3 separate regions of the Mus musculus genome follow, and all the other regions are linked to region 1. The links are chromatin contacts, called in public promoter capture Hi-C and targeted proximity ligation maps. All regions are on one chromosome and are shown on one strand. The core of a region is the stretch at or near the end of the contact, and the rest is flanking DNA. Distances in the headings are between cores, read along the strand shown. Region 1 overlaps Prune2 (prune homolog 2). Region 2 overlaps Gcnt1 (glucosaminyl (N-acetyl) transferase 1, core 2). Region 3 overlaps Prune2 (prune homolog 2).

Evidence for each region. Capture Hi-C pulls out chosen DNA fragments and counts their contacts.
Region 2: a contact with region 1 is called in a targeted proximity ligation map of bone marrow-derived macrophages, with 6 times the contacts expected there. A contact is called at or near these places in 1 of 39 promoter capture datasets (macrophages), 4 of 484 Hi-C or Micro-C datasets (the G1E-ER4 cell line, adipose-derived mesenchymal stem cells, embryonic fibroblasts and 1 more), 3 of 130 datasets of targeted methods (the HPC-7 cell line, bone marrow-derived macrophages and large pre-B cells) and 3 of 9 other capture datasets (adipose tissue, liver and macrophages).
Region 3: a contact with region 1 is called in a promoter capture Hi-C map of adipose tissue. A contact is called at or near these places in 5 of 484 Hi-C or Micro-C datasets (3T3-L1-derived adipocytes, the C2C12 cell line, cerebellum and 2 more) and 3 of 9 other capture datasets (adipose tissue, liver and pancreatic islet).

What each region holds. Positions count from the first base shown.
Region 1 is chr19:17,216,907-17,219,831 of GRCm38.p6, forward strand. All of the region lies in intron 19 of Prune2 (prune homolog 2), which reads left to right. Among named protein-coding and RNA genes, the nearest start is that of Gcnt1, 140 kb to the right of the region's middle.
Region 2 is chr19:17,333,688-17,336,612 of GRCm38.p6, forward strand. The region is part of intron 1 of Gcnt1 (glucosaminyl (N-acetyl) transferase 1, core 2); the gene reads right to left. Among named protein-coding and RNA genes, the nearest start is that of Gcnt1, 22 kb to the right of the region's middle.
Region 3 is chr19:17,124,062-17,126,986 of GRCm38.p6, forward strand. Prune2 (prune homolog 2) reads left to right here. Exons shown (of 20, transcript NM_181348.4): 8 at 1-531; 9 at 877-1,642. Among named protein-coding and RNA genes, the nearest start is that of Prune2, 170 kb to the left of the region's middle.

The sequences.
Region 1 (2,925 bases), core at 200-2,699:
CATCCTAGAATAATCTTATGAGGTACATTTTACAGAAGAGAAAAAGGAACTTTAGATAAAACATGTGACTAGCCAATGTTTTGCAGCCTTCAAGAGGGGTGGGGCAAGGTGGGGTTTGAATCTTGACCTTGCAGATTCCGTGTTGTTGGCTTTCAAATCAGAGGGGTAGACTGTGAGGAAATGGTTGCTGCTTCTCATCTAACAAAGGACAGAAATTGCTCACATGAGATTGGCCATGTCTGTTGGGATGTCCAGCAAGCAGATCCTAATTTGACTTGAATTAGGATTATCCTTGTTGCCAGGGACCAAGAAAGACAACCAAAGATCAACTTAAACTTATTTCCATTGTCACTGTCTCCTCTGGGTCCAACGAGAAGTTGGAAAATCAACACGGTGCCTGCAGCTGCCTTGTTGACCTTACAGCTTAAAGGAACTTTAGGGAGAACAAAACACTGAGTCCCAACTTTCAAAAAGGAACAAAGGACAGGATGAATGTTGTACGGGGACATTCTGAATCATGTAGCTTTTTCCTAAAGGTCACTCTTGTCCAAACTTTGACGATGACAGCATCAGTTGCTTTAAGCAAAGATATTTTTTTTTTTGCAAAGCAAACATATCTCAGCCCCTCATTCTACCATAATCTATCTTTCAAATACAGGGCGTTCCTTCCCATTGAGAAGCAATGCCCCTTGAACACAAACAACACTCACAGTTCAGCTTTCTCCTCATTGGCCTGTTGCTGCTACATCTTGGGGCTTACCCACTCCTCTGCCTGCCTTGTTTGTCTGTTCTCTATTGGTGAGAGGGATTTTGGGTTGGTGTACAGGGTGATGCATCTATTCCTGTGTGGGCTCCTTGCAGAGCTGGGTGGGAGGGAGGGAGCTGCCAACTGCTGATGTTATTTCCCATTCTTAGGAGAACATATCCCCTACAAGTTTCCCTTTTCATCCCTGTCTTTCCTGAGCACCTACCAGGCATATCATCTCTCTAAGCAGCAGGAAGAGATCCAAGGAACTAGAGTGGGCAAGAATTCTCTCGCTTGACCTCCAGACCTGTATTTCTTTGCTTGCTTGCATGCTTGCCTTAGCTTTGTTAACCTTCTCTGGGCTTCTGGGGAGATGGACGAATCCCACCTACATGGAAGCATTTTACACCTGCAGCTGGGACTGAATGGATGAACTGCAAATTGGGCATAGGCCCTTTCAAGGGAGCTCTGTCCAGCTAAGAATGAAGGGAGATGTAAGGGTCCTGTCGTGGCCTCCCATTCTCTACAGATAGAAGGAACATTCTGCCTGCCTCACCACTCCTCCTCCATAAAACACAAGTGTTTTTAACTGCTATTAAACAGGACTGCCACTTGTCTTGTAAGGAACCTCCTTTAGTGCATGCAAGAAATGAGACCAGCCTGTCACTGAACGGTAGGTCACTCTGCGCAGGGCCAAATCAGTTGTGGTCAGTTAAGTTCATCTTCCCAGGCAGGAGGAATTCCCCACGTACTTTCAGTTCTGGTCAGAAGTGATCTTCAGTGTCATTCTTAAAAGGGACACTGATAGGAAATGACCTTCAGTGCTTTTTACCTTACTTTAGGGTTGGGTTTTATTCATCCATACCACAAGGTTAAAGCAGGACTGTCTCTATTTGTAATGTATTTTTTAATGAGATGGTCAATTGTTCTATGTGGTGAAAACGAATGAGAAGCATTATCAGTGCCTTCATTAACCCCACAAGGTAACTGTTGTCTTAAAAGCAATCTGCAAAGTGGTTTCCTGTACCAGTTTATCAGGAAGTTGTCCACAGTTGCTCTCTTTCTCTACTCTAGGTAAACAGGTTTTAGTCTTTCAGCTATTTGGTTACCAAAAAAAAAAAAAAAAAAAAGTAATGATTTCACGCTCTTCCCCCACCCCCAAATGAACAACAACAACAAAAAAAAAAAGTGTTGAGATGTGTATTCTGGTGTGACGGATCGGGTATTGTCAAAGGCCTAGATAGCCCTTACCAACTCAGACCTAGCACTGACTTCTGAGTACATCATAGAACACCCTAGAACCACATGCATTCTTTAAAGTCCTGTTTTGTAAAAGTATGTTAAATACAGATAATGGAGTCCAGGAGATGAAAGAAGACATCACCCAACTGAAGACCTGCAGGTAGTGAGTCAGATCCTTGAAGGCATAAGAAATAACTAAGTTACCCCTGTGTCTGGTCGCCTTTGAACTGTCCCTCATTATATCTGTCACAGGAGCCTCTTCAAACTCTCATTATTGCCAGGGTGGATCCACTCCTTCCTAGAGGTGACAAAGGCTGTGCCCACCTATCTCCGTGGGATACATTCCAGACATGGGAACTTGTCGGATGTGGGTCATGAGGGCAAGTGAGCACAGATACACACTGCTGTGGTTGCTGAGGGAATTCCAAAGGAAAAACACTTCACTTGTGCACCCTAGACCAACAGGAGCTCTAATATACATATGGCTTTGTCTGAAAAGCTACTAGAAGGGACTTGCTTGTCACATGGGCCACAGGAAAGTCCACCCCAGGAGGACTAATATGTCAGAAGGGCAGATGGAAATCCAGACTTCCTGACAGGCTGCTTTCACACTACTGGCTCCTCTTTGCATCATGACTGGAGTCCTCTCTCCAACTGTTCAGTGGCTCTAGCTCTCTCCCTGTGTATCTGTGTGTGTATCCAAGATGATGTTAATTCCATGTTAGAGAGGAGCTGAAAGAGCCAAGAATGCAGTTTGCGGCTCGGATACCCCAGAGACAGTTCACAGACCCAAGTCAGGGATGAAGGCTCTCTAGAAGGCTCCTGGAATGAGCCCTTGTTCAAAGGCAGAAGAACCTAGAGTCTGAGGTCCACAAGAACCTGCAGGGGAAAAGACTTCTGGCCAGGAAGGGGTAGTGTGAGCGGACAACAGGCTCTGT
Region 2 (2,925 bases), core at 139-2,638, 120 kb after region 1:
TCATTACCAATACTTGAAGATTGTACTACTAACATATCAACAATGGGGTGGGGGTGGGGGTGCCTTGAGAGATGGCTTGCTGCTCTTCCAGCTGATTTGTTTGGTTCCCAGCAACCATGCCAACTGGGTCAGGCTCCATATTCACACACAACCATACACAATAGACATAACTAAAGATAAAATAAATATTAACTTAAAAATATCAACAATAACCAATATTCCTCTAAGTAACCCTTGCCCCTTTTTAGTTTCGGGAAGAAGAAAAAGAGCAGTCATTAGCAGATCAGGAAGTTAACTGGACAGAGACTTCCCCCTTTCCTTTTCTCTTTCTGAGGCAAAGTCTCACTGTGCAACCAAGTCCTGTGAATCTGTAATCCTCCAGCCTTTGTCTCTAGGGTGCTGGGATTACAGAGCTGATTAGAGACTTGAGTGGCTTCTCACAACAATACGAACCTCTTTCAAAAAAAAAGGCACTAAATAAATCCGATTTCCAGAGTCAACACTATATCACAAAATGCACAGCTACAACAACAAACACAAGACATGAAAAGAAACCCAAAACTTTGCCCCATACATAGGGGGAAAATGGTCAATCCTATCCCCAAAAGCAATTAGGCACTTGTCTTAAGCGACTAACTACTATCCATCCATTCAAACAAAACAGACTAAATAACTACTATACATCCATTCAAACAAAACAGACTAAATAACTACTATACATCCATTCAAACAACTTAAGAATTAAACAAAATTATGAGATAGCTAACCAAATTGAGACATTGAGACTGGCAGTAAAAAAAAGCATGGCACAGTGAGTCTATGAGACCCAAGTGACAACATGAAAAGCAAGTGTCTGGAAATGTGGGTAGGGGACTCCCAGAAGAAAAGAACAAAGAAAGAAGGACATGGAAAGAAATGTTTAATAATGATCGAAAAGCTGTATTCAAAATTGCCAAAATTTGGACATACGCTGTGCTTCGGTAAGTAAATAGATAAACATACTGAGGTATACCATAACTAAGAGCAATGAGTTCACAGCTCAGAGACTGTAAAGTGGAAATACGCACAGCCAAGACATAAAGACCTGGAGAGGACGTTCCTGTCACAGTTAAGCTGAGCTCAGCAATAGTTCCCACAGTGTGAGCGTCTTAAGCAGGGAGCCTATACAACTGATGTTTGGGTGGGATCATTCCTAGGCTCAGTGTAAGGTCATGGAGACAACAGTGGTGGCCGGAGCACTTCTGGACATGCTTAGCAAGTGTTGGCTGGGAACAAAGAAGATGTTCTAAGAGTGCATTCACAGGAGGCGCCTCCTCAGAGAGCCAGCCTCACTTGCTGGCTAACATACACGCAACAGCGACACATGACGGATTGACTAAAGGAAGTTGGTTATCTCAGCGCCACAGAAAGAAACCACTTGGAAGAGATTACAAACTGAGTCATGCCAAGTGCTTGGTGTTCTGGAAAAGAAAAAAACTTTAGAGAGAGTACTAAGATCAATATTTGTCAGAGGTGTGGAAGAAGTGGGGAGGACAAGTAAGTGCGCCTTGTTAACAACCAGAGACATTTCCCCATGTCATTGTGGCTAAGAGACATTACACAACCCCTGGGGATGATCAGCATCAGGGTGCAAGCTCACCAGTTGAGCACTTGTCCGGTATCCATGAGGCGCGGGTTTAATCCTCAGTGTTGAAGAAAAGGGTGGGGGTGGAGTTATATTAGTTATAACAAATATACCATGCCGGGGTGAATCCCAGCCACAGCAGACAGAAAGGACGAGCAATATTTACGCTATGGGTCTTCAAAAGGTTCAGGGATTGGTGGAGGCTGGTGCACCTTTCAAGAGGTTTGGAAGCTGTTTATAAAACACTTCGATCTCAAGCCTGGCCAAGATCCAAGGTTTCCTTTTTGCAGAAGTGCCTCAGGAAAGATGTGTAGGCTCCCCAGCAAAAGCCAGAGGGGCCCAAGCACGTGGAATAGATCTCATTCTAGCTCATGTGTTTGCCCTATCAGTGCCTGGAAATTTGGTTACCAATGCAAGGCAGTTTATTTACTGGGAAATCTAGATTTATAGACAATGAGACTTAAAATATTTCTCTTAACAGTGAACACCTCAAAGGAAAAAGACTTTAGGAAGCAGAAAACTACAGTCAGCATCCTCTCTCCTCAAAAAATAAATAGATGATAGGGTTAGTGAGAAGACACGGCAGATAAAGGTGTGCACTACCAAGCTCGACAATCCCTGGTCCCCTGGCACATGGTGGGAGGAGAAAACTGCTGACCTCCACACATGCACCACGACTCATGCAGGAGGTATACACACACACACACACACACACACACACACACACACACACACACAAACCTTAAACAAACAAGGAAAGTTGGAAAACAAAAACTGTGAGGTAGATTATATTGTCAGAAGGCTGCTAGAACAGTACTATCCTATGGTCTTCCATAAGTGACTTTGTCAGCCCACAGTTATCCCTGCAAACTCCCCCCCCCACACACAATTGACTATGTTGACCAATAGAGTTTGGCAGGAATGATACTGAGCACCGATGTCAGCCCATGTAGGAACATGCAGCTTCCATCCCGCTGCCTTGGAAAATGGGCAGTTTCTCCAGAATCTTCTTTCAAAATGGATTCCATGCTATGAGAAGAAGAAAAGGAAGAAATCAGAGCGTGGGACCCCAGCCATCAGCTCCAGTTGTTACAGGTGTCAGAAGCAAATGGATAAATCATCAGATGACTATCACTGTCACCATGGTCTTAACTGAACCCTGGAGCGTGTGAATGAAGAATAAAACAGACGGGGCTGCAGTCGAGGCGGTTTTCCTACAGCAATAGGTTAGTAGAACAAACAGGAAACCACAGAACACCTAGCAAATAAAAATATGCTCTTGAACATTAATGACATGGCAG
Region 3 (2,925 bases), core at 295-2,794, 93 kb before region 1:
CCGAAACACCAGTTGACGGGGATGCAGGGAAGCAAGATGTCTGTTCATCTGAAGCTTCCTGGGGTGATTTTGAATATGATGCAATGGGTCAGAATATTGACGAAGAGCTGATGAGAGAGCCTGAACACTTCCTCTATGGTGGTGATCTTCCGTCAGAGGAAAGCGCGCTGAAGCAATCACTGACACCATACACACCCCCCTTTGATTTGTCCTATCTCACGGAACCTACTGGATGCACTGAAACTGCACAGGGAGCTGAGTCTCCAGGTGATGAATCTCTGGGAAGTGACGCGGCAGAGATGTTGCTTTCTGCTCTTCCAGATCACAGGGAGGAAGACAAGGCTGAGACCAACATCAGGAAACCTAGATACCAGATGACTGTGTTGCATATTCATGAAGACCCTGAGGCTCTTTCATCACCTGTGGGAGGAACAGGTTCCAATAATGAGTCATCTCCATCAAACATTGACTGGGAAATAGAAACAGATAATTCAGATTCACCAGCAGGTGGCGACATGAAACCACCAAACGGTAAGCAACCCATTACACTCCAGCAAAACACACACACACACACACACACACACACACACACACACACACACACACACACACACACACCCCTCTTCCACCATCAAGGAACCAGTGTTAATTAATTTAGTACATTTGTTAAAGCATTGCTACCAATGCAGACAGAGAAAGTAACCATATGTAAATGTAACAGCTATATTGTGAAACCTCTCTTTGTGCATGAGAAAACTGAGCAGGTCCACAAATGAAAATACTTATTAGCTTCCCTCTTTTAAGTGTTTGTTTGCAAAGACCAGAGACCATAGAATGTGTTAATTTAGCCTTTTCTTTCCCACCTTCATATTCTAGGCAAGGAGATACTGGAGTTAGAAGAAGATGAGAAAGTAATTCCCACGAAAGGGCCAAAGCAAACAGAATTAGAATACAAAGAAGAAAAACAGCCAGAGCAAAGTGAAGACCATCAGGTACTAGCTGTGGACTACATCCTTGTAAGCCATGAAAAAGATTCACCATTGAAACCAGAGGCCAGGGAAGCAAGAGAAAACATACCCGAATTGGAACAATTATCCATAGGTTCCAGAGAAACAGGGCTACCAGAGACTCAGTTATCAGGCACCCCAGACACATGTCAGTCTGAGTTTTTAAATGATGTCAAAGTTCATTCTGCAGAGAGAATGTCTTCGTCTTCCAACCACGAGAGTGCATCTCTTGAAAACCCTGCACAAGACCAGAGTTGGATGGTCTTGAGCCATAGTGAGGTTGGTGACCCGCCTACAGAAACCAGGGACTCGGGGCCTGAGTCTCCTGGTAGAACTCCGGAGCCGTTCTTGAGTCTCAGTTTGGACAAGGGCCCCAAGTCCCAGGTTCTGGAAAGAAATAAGCCTCTAAATTCTTTAGCACTAGAGGAAGTTGCTGGTTTGAGCAGCCAATCAAGGAACATCGAGAGACAAGGTCAAGCTGGTCTAGATGCAGTTCCAACCCAGGCGGCCACCCACGACAATGAATGGGAAATGCTTTCGCCACAGCTCTCCCGGAAAAACAGGAACCCTCCACAGGAAATGGAAGAAGAGACACAGTGCCCTGAGCCTGGACCCAGAAAGCCAAGACTGAAAGGGTAAGCAAAACACTAGATTTATTTTACATATATATAAAAAATATTCTATTTAGAAATCAGAGAAATACTGAGAGGGTTTGAAACATGAGGATACCAGGGTCAGGAGGTCTCTTCTGACATTTATTTTTAATTAATTAATTAATTAATTTTGGTTTTTCGAGACAGGATTTCTCTGTGTAGCCCTGGCTGTTCTGGAACTCACTTTGTAGACCAGGCTGACCTCAAACTCAGAAATCCGCCTGCCTCTGCCTCCCGAGTGCTGGGATTAAAGGCGTGCGCCACCACGCCTGGCTTTTTTCTGACATTTATAATAAGACATGTCATCAGCAACAGCAATCGCCAGACAATCATCAGAAAAAGTCAGTCGGCACCCACCCGGCTGTCTTCAGTGACTATGGGACAGGCAAGTGGAACTGAAGTCGCTGTTATCAGTACCTCTCTAGGACCTCCTATGTGCAGGGCAGTTTGCAGCTCACATGATCTTCACACGCTGGGCACTGGGGAAGAAGGATAGACTAGGGGAGCAAGAACTCGAGGCTCAGGGTGTTTCTGTAATTGTCTTAGAATCATCTTAAATGAACAGAGTGAATGTTCTGGGTTTCTATGCTTTCTGAAGCCAAAGAGCCTACCTTTCTTGTTGGCATACTGACATCCTGGCATGCAACAGTTTGTACAAGAAAACCCGATTTCCTGGTAGGACTGTCAGGAGACTCTCAGGAGGCTCAAAATTAGTGCACAACACTCCTACCCTAATTGGCTGAGAATTGTCCATCAGTTCTCAAACCAGTGATGCTACCACCATTCACTCACCCAGTGTAGGGCTTTTAAGACATTTTTTTCCTATGACCCTTTTAAGAGAAGCCAAGGGGAAAGACGTAAAAAACAGAATGTCATTTCTGCACTTGAGATTTGAGGTCTCCTGATAATATTTAAGATGTTCCTTTCTTTCATTTGCCCTTAAAAAAATTAGTGAAAAATAAGTTAAGTAGAAGGGAAGATATCTTTTTGCGTTAAAATGAAGTATGATCACATTAAAATGTATGTACCGTCACGTGTATGTACCTGCACTCCATAAATTAATTAATGCAATTAAAAGATTGTTTAACTGTAGTATAGAAAAGATATGTTCTGACCCATGGCTCCAGCTGCATATGTAGCAGAGGCTGGCCTTATCTGACATCAATGGGAAGGGAGGTCCTTGGTGCTGTGAAGGCTTGATGGCCCAGGGTAGGGGAATGCTAGGGTGGTAAGGTGGGAGTGTGTGGGTGGGTAGGGGAGCACCC